2 separate regions of the Gossypium hirsutum genome follow, and region 2 is linked to region 1. Evidence: chromatin contacts called from public Hi-C data. All regions are on one chromosome and are shown on one strand. The core of a region is the stretch at or near the end of the contact, and the rest is flanking DNA. Distances in the headings are between cores, read along the strand shown.

Region 1 (5,818 bases), core at 1,405-3,904:
TGATTTAAGAGAACAATTTGCTTTTAGTGGCATCACAACATTAACAATTAAACAAGCAAGCAAACCTAGATTTTATTTCTAATTTTGTAAACGAAAATGTAAATTTGCATACTCGAAATTAGACACATCCAATCCTAGAGTTCTCTGACCATTGACAAAAAAGACTACTACTAATAACGCCCAACCAAGATGAAGACATCATCATCAAGAACTTGAATATCATTTTTTCCTACAAAATTCTCCCGCCCAATTTCCTTGACCAGATTAACAAATTCTACCCTCTTTTCCAATGGAAGTGGTACATACGGTAACCTGAAAACTGGCCTCACAACCCCAAGCTGTGCAAGGGCCGTGTTAAGCCCAACGGGGTTAGGCTCTTGAAAGAGCCACTCGATTAGAGGTAAGAGCTTTGCATTAAGTGAAGGGTTTTTACCTCCGAACATGAGTTCTCGCATCAAACCCGGGACGAGGTTGCTTGTAACAGAAATCACACCGGTAGCCCCGTGGCTCCACCTAGCATCATGACACTGATCATCGTTCCCACTCCATACTACAATTCCATTACCTGTGTACTGCTCAATTCGGTCATTTCCAATACATTCTTTAATACCAGCCAAGTTGGGACTCTGTGCTACGTTGTTTATGACACGTGGGGGAATGTCTTGGCCAGTTCGCGATGGTACATTGTATATGATGGTAGGTCCCATTGGCAGCACACTATCGAAGTGAGAAATCAGGCCATCCAGAGATGTTTTGCCGTAATATGGATTGATGTGAAGAGCAGCATGCATTCCAACAGCAAAACCTTGTTCAGTGGCATGAATCGCTTCCCTGGTTGAGTTGCTGCCAGTGTTTCCGATTACCTTAATTGATCCACCAAAACAGTTGACTGTATGACCAATAAGCATTATGTGTTCGTCCCAGCTCATCAGCTGGCCCTCACCGGTTGTGCCACCAACAATTACAGCTTCTGCACCGTTTTCAATTTGCATGTGCATCAAGTCATCGTATGCTTCGAGATCAAACCTTCCATCGGGTAGATACGGGGTTTTGATGGCTGTTATCAATCGAAGAGATTTAATATCATCTGCTGATGTCCTGCAAAGCAGAAAGCAGGTGAAATCATCAACCAGTAGCAACTATTTCAAAAGAAAGGCTCGTTACCACTTTCATCACACATTGAAAATGCATATTGCAACACCATCATCATGGAACTAATACGTCAAAGATATCCTCCCTGCATTAAGCATTACAATCGTACCAACTCCAAACATAAAAAAATGAAAAGTAAGAAGAAATTCTAATTGGAATTATGCATGGACCAAAACCAAAGTGTTCAACTATGTTTATCTTTGCATAAATCGCTTATGCTCCCTTCAAGCACTCATTAAGAGTGTAACAAAAGTACACAACTTGATAAAGGTAGGATAACAAAAAGTGTCGTGGCACATCCAACATAAATTCATTACGGTAGCACAAGAACCAAGGAACAAGACACAAGGACATAACCAACATCGAGATTTTAGGGACAATTGAGGAGCATAGCTAGAAGCAGTGCTTATCACTAAACTCGAGCAACTATAGGTGAACCAACAAGAAATTTCACTCACTTAAACGTCAATCAGATTCAGAAGCTAGCATAAAGTTATTACCTGTTTTTAACCTCAAAACTACGCATTGGGAGATGGAAATTAGGAATTACAGCAGCTTGTGGGGATCTCCATTTTACATTTCTCCTGGTACAAAGCAAACAAATAAAATGATGAGCCAATATAGCAATATGCAGATATAAATTCCAGCTGAGATTAACCTTGTTAATGATTAATACCCGGTAAGCATAAGCTAAAATTTAAAAAAAAAACCAAAAAAAAAAAAGCAATTATGTTCAACCATTACTAAACAGATTAAAGGGAAAATATATTATCGTTATATATCTAGTTCTCGGAAGCAATAAAGAGTTCCCACTTAATACCAAAATCAGCCAACAAACAGTGTTGATTAATAAATTAATTAAATTATTTAAGGACTACTACGATTAAAAAACAAAAAACAAAAAACGAAAAACAAAAGAAAACAATATGTTATATATAATGTCAAAACCTCTTGTAGTTATCGCAGAGATTGGGACGCGGAAACTGGGGCGTAGACTCTCTCAAACGCACGCCGTAGCTCTTCAAAATAGCCATCTTTCAACCAAACCAACAACCAAAGATTAGACCCGGTTCTAACCGATAGTCTAGATAAAACTTGAATTTGGTTTCAGAAACAGTCTATATACTTTGGACTTTGAAGATGAAAATGCGTGAACCCAATAGTGGATAGAGAGATTAATTTTCTATTTCAGTGACTGGAAATGGTGATGATAGTTGAAATGGTGGTGGTAGTCGTGGTGGAAACGGATGTTTGAGAAACGGAGGAGGTCAGGAGAAGCTGATAGTTCGGGGACATGACGTCAGAATCCGGTGATGAGGTGGCAGATGGTAGTGGACTGAGTGCGAGAGGCTAAGTGGTGTAGAAGAAGGCAAAGGAGGCTGCTTTAATTTATGTGGTTTTGTTTTTAGGGTTTTGTTTGAGGCGTGGCCTTGTTGTCTACTTTTGTAATTTTGTGCCCAATTTCCATTACTGTCAGGGTTCATTTAATAGTGGGTAAGCTATTTTTCTATATTGAATTTTTTAAACTTATCCGTTATTACATAAATGTCATTTCCTTGTTTACAATGGGTTTGATATGCCACATGTTTAAAAATTTTATTTTCGTTCTTTTTTTACATTAAATTATTTATTTTCTATTTTTGTTTTTATTTTTATTTTTATTTCTTTCTTTTTCTTTGTTTTCACTTAATTTCTCTTCTCCAACAAACCCTAGTCGAAACAATCAATCTTTTGTGCTACTTTCAATGCTAATGAGTAGGCTTGTAATGCTTTTAATTTACTAGCAAAAAGTTAAAATAACTAGAATTTGAACCATTATTTGCAATTTAAAAAGAAAATGTCTTTTTTAACCTGTTTAACAATATTTCTTCATTGTGATAAAGCTTGTTAGGTTTTTGTGAAGAGTTCAGCTAATAATATGGTATGTATTGCTCCAATTATAGCAATAAGAGGAACCACACCAAATGTGACCACAAAACCAAACACAAATGTTGCCATATAAATAATGAAATTGCCTAACTGCAACAATAAAAAAAATTCAATTTGACCTCATGGAATCCAAAAAAGATCAAAACTTTATGAATACCTTCGCATTATTAGCATCTTTGACCATAACAACATTAGTGTTGATAGCAAAAACAACATTAGATGTTTTAGCATCAATGTTAAAATATTGAATGACTTTGATTCAAAGTTATTTCTAAGTACTTGATTCTCATCTTTGTTGTATGTCTCTCACTAGTCCACATCCAACATAAGATTTCTACAACAAAAAATTTAAACTTTTTTGTTTTCAACAATCAAACCCCAAGAACTTGAGAAAAAAGCTTTTATCTTTTCCACTAATGAAAATGCCCAAATTGTAGCACCCACCTCTAGGAAGTCAAATGCATACTAAAAGCGGAAGGGCAAAAAGTAAACATTTGCCTTAAAAAATACCCAAGATCACAACCCTATAAAAAAGTACATGTATATATACCAAAAATTAAAAAACTAGACTCTAATTTGACTTTCAATTTTTTTAAAAAAAAAAGAAAAATAAGAACCACACACTATGTATTATGCCTTTAATTTGGATAAGAATAGAACTCCAACTCATTTCTTCACTTTGATAACAATACCAAAAGTTAAAAAAAGGAAAAAAATCTCAAAAAAAAAAAAATCAAAAGGAAAAAGATGAATAAAATGAAGAAAAATTGATTGAAATTTGTTGAAAATAAAAGAAAAAATCACAGCAAAATAGGTTTTTAGCAGCATTTTTTTGACCCTATAGTGGTGCTTATAAGCACCCCTAAAATAGTTTGCAACGCCTATCAAAGCGCCGCAGAAAATGCCATTAGAAATAGTGCCGCTAAATTTTGCGGCATTTATTTTGGAAAACACCGCTATAGAACATGATTTTTAGCGGCGATTTTATTACAAACACCGCTAAAGAACTTTAGCAGTGCTTTTTCTTACAAACACTACAAGAGAGTCGAGCATATTGTGGCGTTTGTAGATAGAATCGTCGTAAAAGATCATGTTCTTTAACGACGTTTGTAGTAAAAACGCCGCTAAAGATCATGTTCTATAGTGGCATTCATAGTAAAAGCGCCGCTAAAGAACATGTTCTATAGCAGCGTTTGTGAGAAAACGCCACTAACATTAACAGATTTACCAACCCATTTTATTTCATATAAAACCTAAATTTTCAACATATTTTCCTGTAACTTCAAATCCAACCAAAAATTTTAAATTTAAATGATAGTATCACAAAATAAATATGTATATGATCTAAATTAATAAATGAAATAACAAAATATATTTGAAAGTTATATTGTTAAGATATTCTCACAAAAGAAAACAAAAGTCTAAGATGGCAGATTCTGCGATTGATTCTGCTGAAACATCTTCATCATATTTTGAAGCTGTAGCTGGAGTTCGTCATATTTTCTTGTTGCCTCTGCTGCTCTTGCTGTTGCCTCTGCTTCCCTCGCTGCTGCCTCCATTTTAAGTTGTAGCTAGAGTTCATCATATTTTTTTTTAGCCTCTACTTCTCTCGATGCTGCCTCCGCTTTAAGTTGAGCAATTTGCTCAATTGTGCTTGCTTCATTTGAGCCATTTGGTCTCTCAACCTCTAAACTTCAGATTGAGCCTGATTCACTGAAGGCATGTATTGCTGCGAGTTGGATCAAAAATATTGGGTTGGGCTAACAAAAGATCCTTGAAATCGAACCTGACCATACCTTTCAGGACGCAAAACTTCAGTAATAACTCGATTATCAATGTTGTCTAGATTAACAGAACTATCACTTGAAGCCATCACTTCATTCTCTGCCATTTTATCCTTTAGTTTCTCTTAATAAATTAATCAAGGAGTTAGAAATGAAATGTATAATCAAGCAAATGCAACATAACTTGGCATTATTTGCGTTAAACAACAAACTAAACCATTACAATTAAACATGATAAATATTTAAAATAATTCAAATTTTATTAAGTAAATATACCATAATTTCTGCAGCTTCAGTAGTCATAGAATATCCGTCTTTCTTTCTATATGTAATGTCAAAAAGCTGAAGGCGTCCAACTTTTTGACGAAACGACAGTTCCTACAATATAGTAGGAAAAATATTATTTAGTAGAAAGTAATTAATATTTGACATAATTAATAAATTCAAAATACCTCGTCATCAGTTACACAAGTAAAACTTTTTGACCCAGCTGTGTGTGTGAATTTTTATTTTTGCCTACTTGTACTTCCAACTCGCTCACGATCCTACATTATGAAATTATTATTACGTATATAGTAAATACTATAAACTGAAATAATTATAAGAGTTTGGAAGTACGTAATACATCTCCTTTCTTTAAATTGCAAAATCTAACTGCATCTTTCCATTGGTACTGTAGAAGGCCCAATCTGCCCGGGCCAGTTACAGAAAACAAAATACATTAATAAAACCAAAATAATAAAAATCCATAGTCCATTATTACAAACCAATGGCCCAAACCCGAGACCCAAATTGAAACCCAAAATAAAACCTAAATCTATTGGCCTAGACCCTAACCCAAAATCCTATTACACCCTAAAACCCCCAACTTAATCCCTAGCCCAAGTTACAATAGCCCACTGCTAAAACAAGCCCAAAACGACCCAACAATTTGAGAGTACCAGAAACCTTAG
Region 2 (5,818 bases), core at 970-3,469, 36 kb after region 1:
CCTATTTTTGTTGTTGCATTTTGTAAATCTTTGTAGTAAGTTTTGCTTTTTTTTTATGAATAAAATTTTATCAAAAAAATTAAAATGAATAGTTTATCGGCTAAATTAGAAAAAATATGTCATTTTTTAAATTAAAAAAATAGGTCATTTTTGTAGGGAGTGTGTGAAAGTACGTCTAACTCGGTGCGCTTTCCTCCAAAGGTTATTTTCCCAACAACTTTTTAAACATTGGCAATGGTAAAATTTTTTAAAAGAGCCAATGGTAAATTTTTTTCCTATAAATACAAAACCATTTTTCATTCTTTTCACTCAAATCCAACTCTCTCTATTCTCTCTAAACTCTCAATTCTCTCAACTCTCTCAAATTTCTCAATTTTTGTTCAAAACTTTCCTATACACTTTATTCAAAAATACTATAGTTTTATTTAATTATTTCGTATATTTATTTTGATTAAATTTTCACGAATGACAAGCTCTTTGATTCATTTTGACGACGAGCACATTTCCGCCACTCAAGCGATAATGGTAAGAAAAAAAATTAAATTCCGTTATTTTCAATTAAGTTAAATTTGAAGCTTTTAATTTTTAAAATATTTTATTTTTTCGATATAAATAGGAGGATGATCATGTTTTGGAGGGGTTCATACATAATTTGTCAAAGAGCCTAGACACCGAAATTCATGGTTACCTATAAGATGCGAAGTTCTTACATGTGTCTTGTATGCTCGGAGGCTACAAATTGGATCATATACTCATCAACGCATTGGTGGAATGATGGAGACCCGAGACATACACATTTCATCTTTCATGCGGCGAGTGTACAATCACACTCAATGACATATATTTACAAATTGGTTTACCAGAGAATGAGTCAGTCGTTACGAGATCAACGATTGTTCTCGGTAAAGAGAATCTTTGCAAGACATTTTTGGGGAATGTGTTGAACAAGTTTTAAGGTGGTCGAATAGATATTAAGTGGTTGGAAACTAATTTCAAATAACTTCCTTTGAACGCGCTCGACGTCATCAAAGAACAATACGCTTGAAAATCTATCTTGAGGTTAACCGGGGGCATTCTAATGCCCGATAAATCTTGAAATTTGGTATACATAACGTGGCTACTACACCTAGTCGACTTCAAAGAACGCGGACTGTAGAAAGCCCAATTTGCTCAAGGCCCAAACCAACATAAAAAAACCAATACAGAAACATAATAATAAAATCAAATCCCAATTAAAGCAAAACCAATAAACAACAAATGTCCACAGTCCAAATTATGAAATTACAAACCCATTTACAACCAATCAAAACCCAAGACCCTAGCCCAAATAACTCAACTAAACCCTAACCCCAAAAGGGCTCAAAACCTTAAAATTTGCAGCAGAAAAAAAGAGAGGAATCCTAATACTGCCGCCTCCACCTCCACGTCGATGTTCCCACGTACAGCCTCCGTACCTCTGTACCTGCGAAGAAGACAAACACAATAGACATAGAGAAATCGTAGCAAAAAAAAGAGCAAAACAAACGAAATGTATTCGGTTATAAAAGGCTACAAGAATCATTATGTATTTTTTTACACACACATGAGTATAACAACCGAAAACAGAAAAGAAATGAAAAAAGGTGATTTTCGTTTCATATTTTTCTATTGATTTTAACGCGGACACTGGACCAAAAAGGGGTAAGGGTTTTTTTCTCTCGATTTTTCTTAGGCGGAGAAGGTTTGGCCTTCAAATCCATTTAAAAAGGGGGTCTGAAACACCCCGTTTTGTGCGACTCAGGCCATAGGCCACGACGGAGGTGGAGGCGCATCAGACACCGATGAAACCCACAAGCCGGGCAAGGGGGCTTGAGAGAGTTGAGAGAAAAAGAGGTTTTTTGAATTTTTTTTTTGAAAAAAAGGGAGCAAAATGAAAGTTTAAAAAAAAATTCACTTTTATAAACGCTGCCAGTGCGCATAGGCCAAAACGACGTCGTTTCATCACTTATACCTGCGGTTGACCCAACCCATCCAAGGATCCGCGCGTTTTCAAACTTTTGGGTTATTTATTGCTTTAGCCCTTCCGTTTTTTTAGATCTTTCAATTTGGTCCCATTTTTTTATTTTAAAATTTACCCTATAATTTTATTTTTGTGCCATTTTAGTCCTGGAATAAAACCCTGCGCATAGGAGGGCCAAGGATATTTTCCCTTTTGCCCCTTGGTACTTTCAGCGCGTTGCAATTTGGTCCATTTTGTTTTTTTGTTTTAATTTTGCCCGATGATTTCATAATTATTTTATTTTCGTCCCTTAAGAAACGAAGCGCATAAGAACTTCGGGAATAATTTCCCATTCGGTCCTTTTTTGTTTTTCACCCGTTTATTTTGATCCTTATTTGTGTTTTATTAATTTTTGCATTTTATAATCTGTACCCCATATTTGATTCTGATTGCAATTTAATCCTCAACCCTTTATAACTTCAATTTCTTTTATTTTTTTGTGTTTTAAAAAATTGTTTTATTAAATATTTAATTTAATGTTTAATTTATTTATTTATTTATTTATTTTAACCCTTTTATGATTAAAATCCATTTATTTATCTTCCTTTTACTTATATATATTATTTATTATTACTGTCATTATTGTTATTTTATCTATTATAATTTACTTACACATGTTTTATTACAAATTGTGACTCTAATTTTATTTATATTCTTCTTTGATGATTTATTTTCAATATTTTTACAAACCATTTTCCTTATATTTATTTATGTACTTATTTATTTGTTTCTTTATCTTATTTGTATTTATTAGTATCTTCTTTTTAGTGTACTGTTTTGTCATTATTGTTGTTATTGTTATTATTTATTTTGTTTATTTCATTCGCCTTTGTGCTTATTTATTTTAATTGTTTATTATTTTAATGCATTACAAAGTTTAGATTTCATTATTATTATTATTATTATTATTATTATATGTTAGTTATTCTTTTATTAGATTGTACATATTAGCATTTAAGTAGCATACATATTATGTGATTATCAAGAATCGTTTTTTTATTAGCATATTCATATTGTCGTTATTCATCATCGTAACCTTTTTTATTCATACATTGTTTTAATATTGCATTAATTTTTACCCAAATTCATTAAAAAAGAAAGTTTTCAAAATAAAGGTAATATTTCGTATTTAGAACTTCGAGAAGTCGTACTCTAACTTACGGGGTTTCAATTTTCTCGTTGAACCTAAATAACCAAATATCCTTTTAAATTTTAAAATATATGAACTTTAAATAAAAATAAAGGCAATATTTCACATTCAGAAACTCGAGAAGGTCGTGCCCTAACTTACGGGGTTTTGATTTTTCTTGTTGAATCTAAACAATCGAATATCCTTTTAAAAATTAAAGTACAATTTTAAAAATAAAACGACTAAAAGGCAAGCTTATTTTCGAGAGTTCAAATGTCGTGTCCTAACTTACAAAATGTGACATCTTATAATCTCGAGATGAGAGAGCCTTTAATACTCGTTTCAGTTTATTCAACCATTTTTTCAACATTAATAAAAAGGGGAAGGATCTTATCTTAAATTTTTTCGGGTTTTCAAATTTCAACGTTAAGACATTAATTAATCAATTAGGTACCAATTTTGGGCGTTACGAGGATGCTAATCCTTCCTCGTACGTAACTGACTCCCGAACCCGTTTTCTCGAATTTCGTAGACCAAAATGGTTGTTTTAGTAAATCAAGACATTTTATTAAAACGATCAATCATAAGGTGACTTGATCACACCTCATAAAAAAAAAGATTCGTGGTGACTCCTGTTTTCATTTTCAAAATAAAATGTCGACCGTTTTTCAAAAAAAAATGGTTTCGACAGCTTTGCGACTCCGCTGGGGACAATTAAGAGAGTCAAGCCGTAAATTGATTATTTCCTGTCCTTTTGTTGAAAATTAGAAATCAAATTTAAAATTATGACTTTTCATTTCATTTCATTTTCGTGGTTTATGTCGTTTGATATGTTTGCTTTTGGTTCGAGTCTCTTAGTATACTTTCACGCGTCATATTGCATGCCCTCTCGACTTTACCCCTCTTAAGTGGGAGTGAGAAATTATTCCTTTGTGAGGTCTTCACCTCCATATAGAATAGTAGATCGCTTTCGGAATACATCTGTACCTATGTCTTCGTGAGATTTTTATCTCCGTGTAGCCATAGGGAAATGTATTCTCCTGAACTGAACTCGGTCCATATGAACCTATAATGGGTGAAGATTGAGGAATCTACCGGTTCGTGTACCTTTAATTTAGAACCAAACCGCATATAGCGAGCCTTAAGAGCCCACCCTAGATAGAGCCACTTCAAACCATAGTGGTTACCAAATAGATGCTCTATCTTTCATTTATGTTTTTTGTACTGACGTATTTCTTTTGTTTTGGTTATGATTGCATTGCATTTTCATCATAGAAAAGAGGTGTTGATTCACGTTCAGTTGCTAAATAGAGAGCTTGTCATGGAAAATAAATTTCTTGATAAAGTGGAAGACAATATGGCCGTCTGAATATAGTCTGAGAAAACACGAGAGAAGGTGATAGTCTGATAGAGGAGTACACGACTTTGCTTCATGTTGACAAAGATTATTCAAAAGCAGTCAACATTCCAACTTCTTTTTAAAGAAACTAACGAGCCTCATGGGAATGAATGAGCAATGGGTCGCAACCCAGATCAAGCAAAAAAGAGCTAGTAGAGGTACCCATTGGAAAGTTCGCGAGATTTGATCTTAACATCCGGATATGAAGAAAACAATTGATGTCTTCGCCTGGAGTACGAGGGCAAGGCCGTATATGTATCCGTTTTATGTAAAGAAATTTATTTTCTAGAAAAGTTGTTCTAAAAGAATTGAATCAGAATCAACACCTCTTTTTTGCATTCATTTCATTCATTAGCAGTGCATTGCATTATACGCAATAAAACTCACAAAAAACCCTAAAATCATGGCAGTTATCCTGGAACATCATTACAATACACGAGGAAAAACTGAAGCAATAGACCAAAGGTTGAAGAGATTAGAGCAAATGCAAATACAGATGCAAGAGCAATTGGCCAAAATTCAACAAGATATGAGGGATCATATGCTAGAATTCCAAAGAAACATGATGAGCCAATTAACCCAATTGTTGGCTGGAGGGTTAGAAAAAGGAAAGAGCCTCATGGTCAATGTCGGAGGCGATAACGAGGGTCCTGCTTATCCTCTAGGCTTTACCCAAACAAACACCCAAGCACAACCAAACGCGTATCCACAAAGGGTGTCTATTAACATCAGACCCCAATACCAGATCGGTACCTCGACACAGGTAAACTTCCCGACAGGTTCAAGTTCTAACCCGGAGGGTAATCTAACCAATCTTGTTGTCCTTGATCTGAATGATATAGTGAAAACAGAAGAGGCGAGAGTGGAAATCCCAAAGCAATTTGAAGATTGTTGCAAATGGAAAAGGCAAAAGTGGATCCCCGAAATCAATACTTTAAAGGCCCCGAGGAAGAGGGAAAATGAGGTGAATAATGCGGTATATATAACAAGGGCTATTCAAAGTTGATCATCGTAAGCCAGTCTAGGACGACAACTATAAGCCATCAGATCTCCCCAAGGCAAGAACCCAACCCGAGACTAAACTCAGAAAAACTCTGGTTCACACCCATACCAATCACGTATAGGGAGTTGTACCAAAGTTTTTTTGATGCACATATAGTATCCCCTTTTTGCCTAAAACTTATGCAGCCCCTATACCTCAAATGGTACGACGCGAATGCCCAATGTAAGTACCACGCAGGATCACAGGATA

Evidence for each region. Hi-C and Micro-C count contacts between places; a contact is called where the count stands out from the background.
Region 2: a contact with region 1 is called in a Hi-C map of fibers, with 1.6 times the contacts expected there. The contact joins the enhancer-like site here to the promoter of LOC121204469 in region 1. A contact is called at or near these places in 8 of 34 Hi-C or Micro-C datasets (callus, fibers, hypocotyl and 2 more).

Annotation. Positions count from the first base shown.
Region 1 is chrA08:104,807,503-104,813,320 of Gossypium_hirsutum_v2.1, forward strand. LOC121204469 (4-hydroxy-tetrahydrodipicolinate synthase, chloroplastic) reads right to left here and starts at 2,655. Exons shown (of 3, transcript XM_041074299.1): 1 at 2,101-2,655; 2 at 1,653-1,736; 3 at 48-1,098. The coding sequence starts at 2,186. The coding sequence ends at 171. It overlaps LOC121204470 (a long non-coding RNA gene), which reads right to left. Exons shown (of 5, transcript XR_005899391.1): 2 at 5,318-5,818; 3 at 5,142-5,243; 4 at 4,878-4,989; 5 at 4,591-4,794.
Region 2 is chrA08:104,844,347-104,850,164 of Gossypium_hirsutum_v2.1, forward strand. No RefSeq gene overlaps it. Among protein-coding and RNA genes, the nearest start is that of LOC121205054, 25 kb to the left of the region's middle. Within about 2 kb of position 2,220, at least 7 of the 9 cell types and tissues checked have an H3K27ac peak or open chromatin away from gene starts, as enhancers often do. A contact at or near this core is called in fibers, where this site is marked.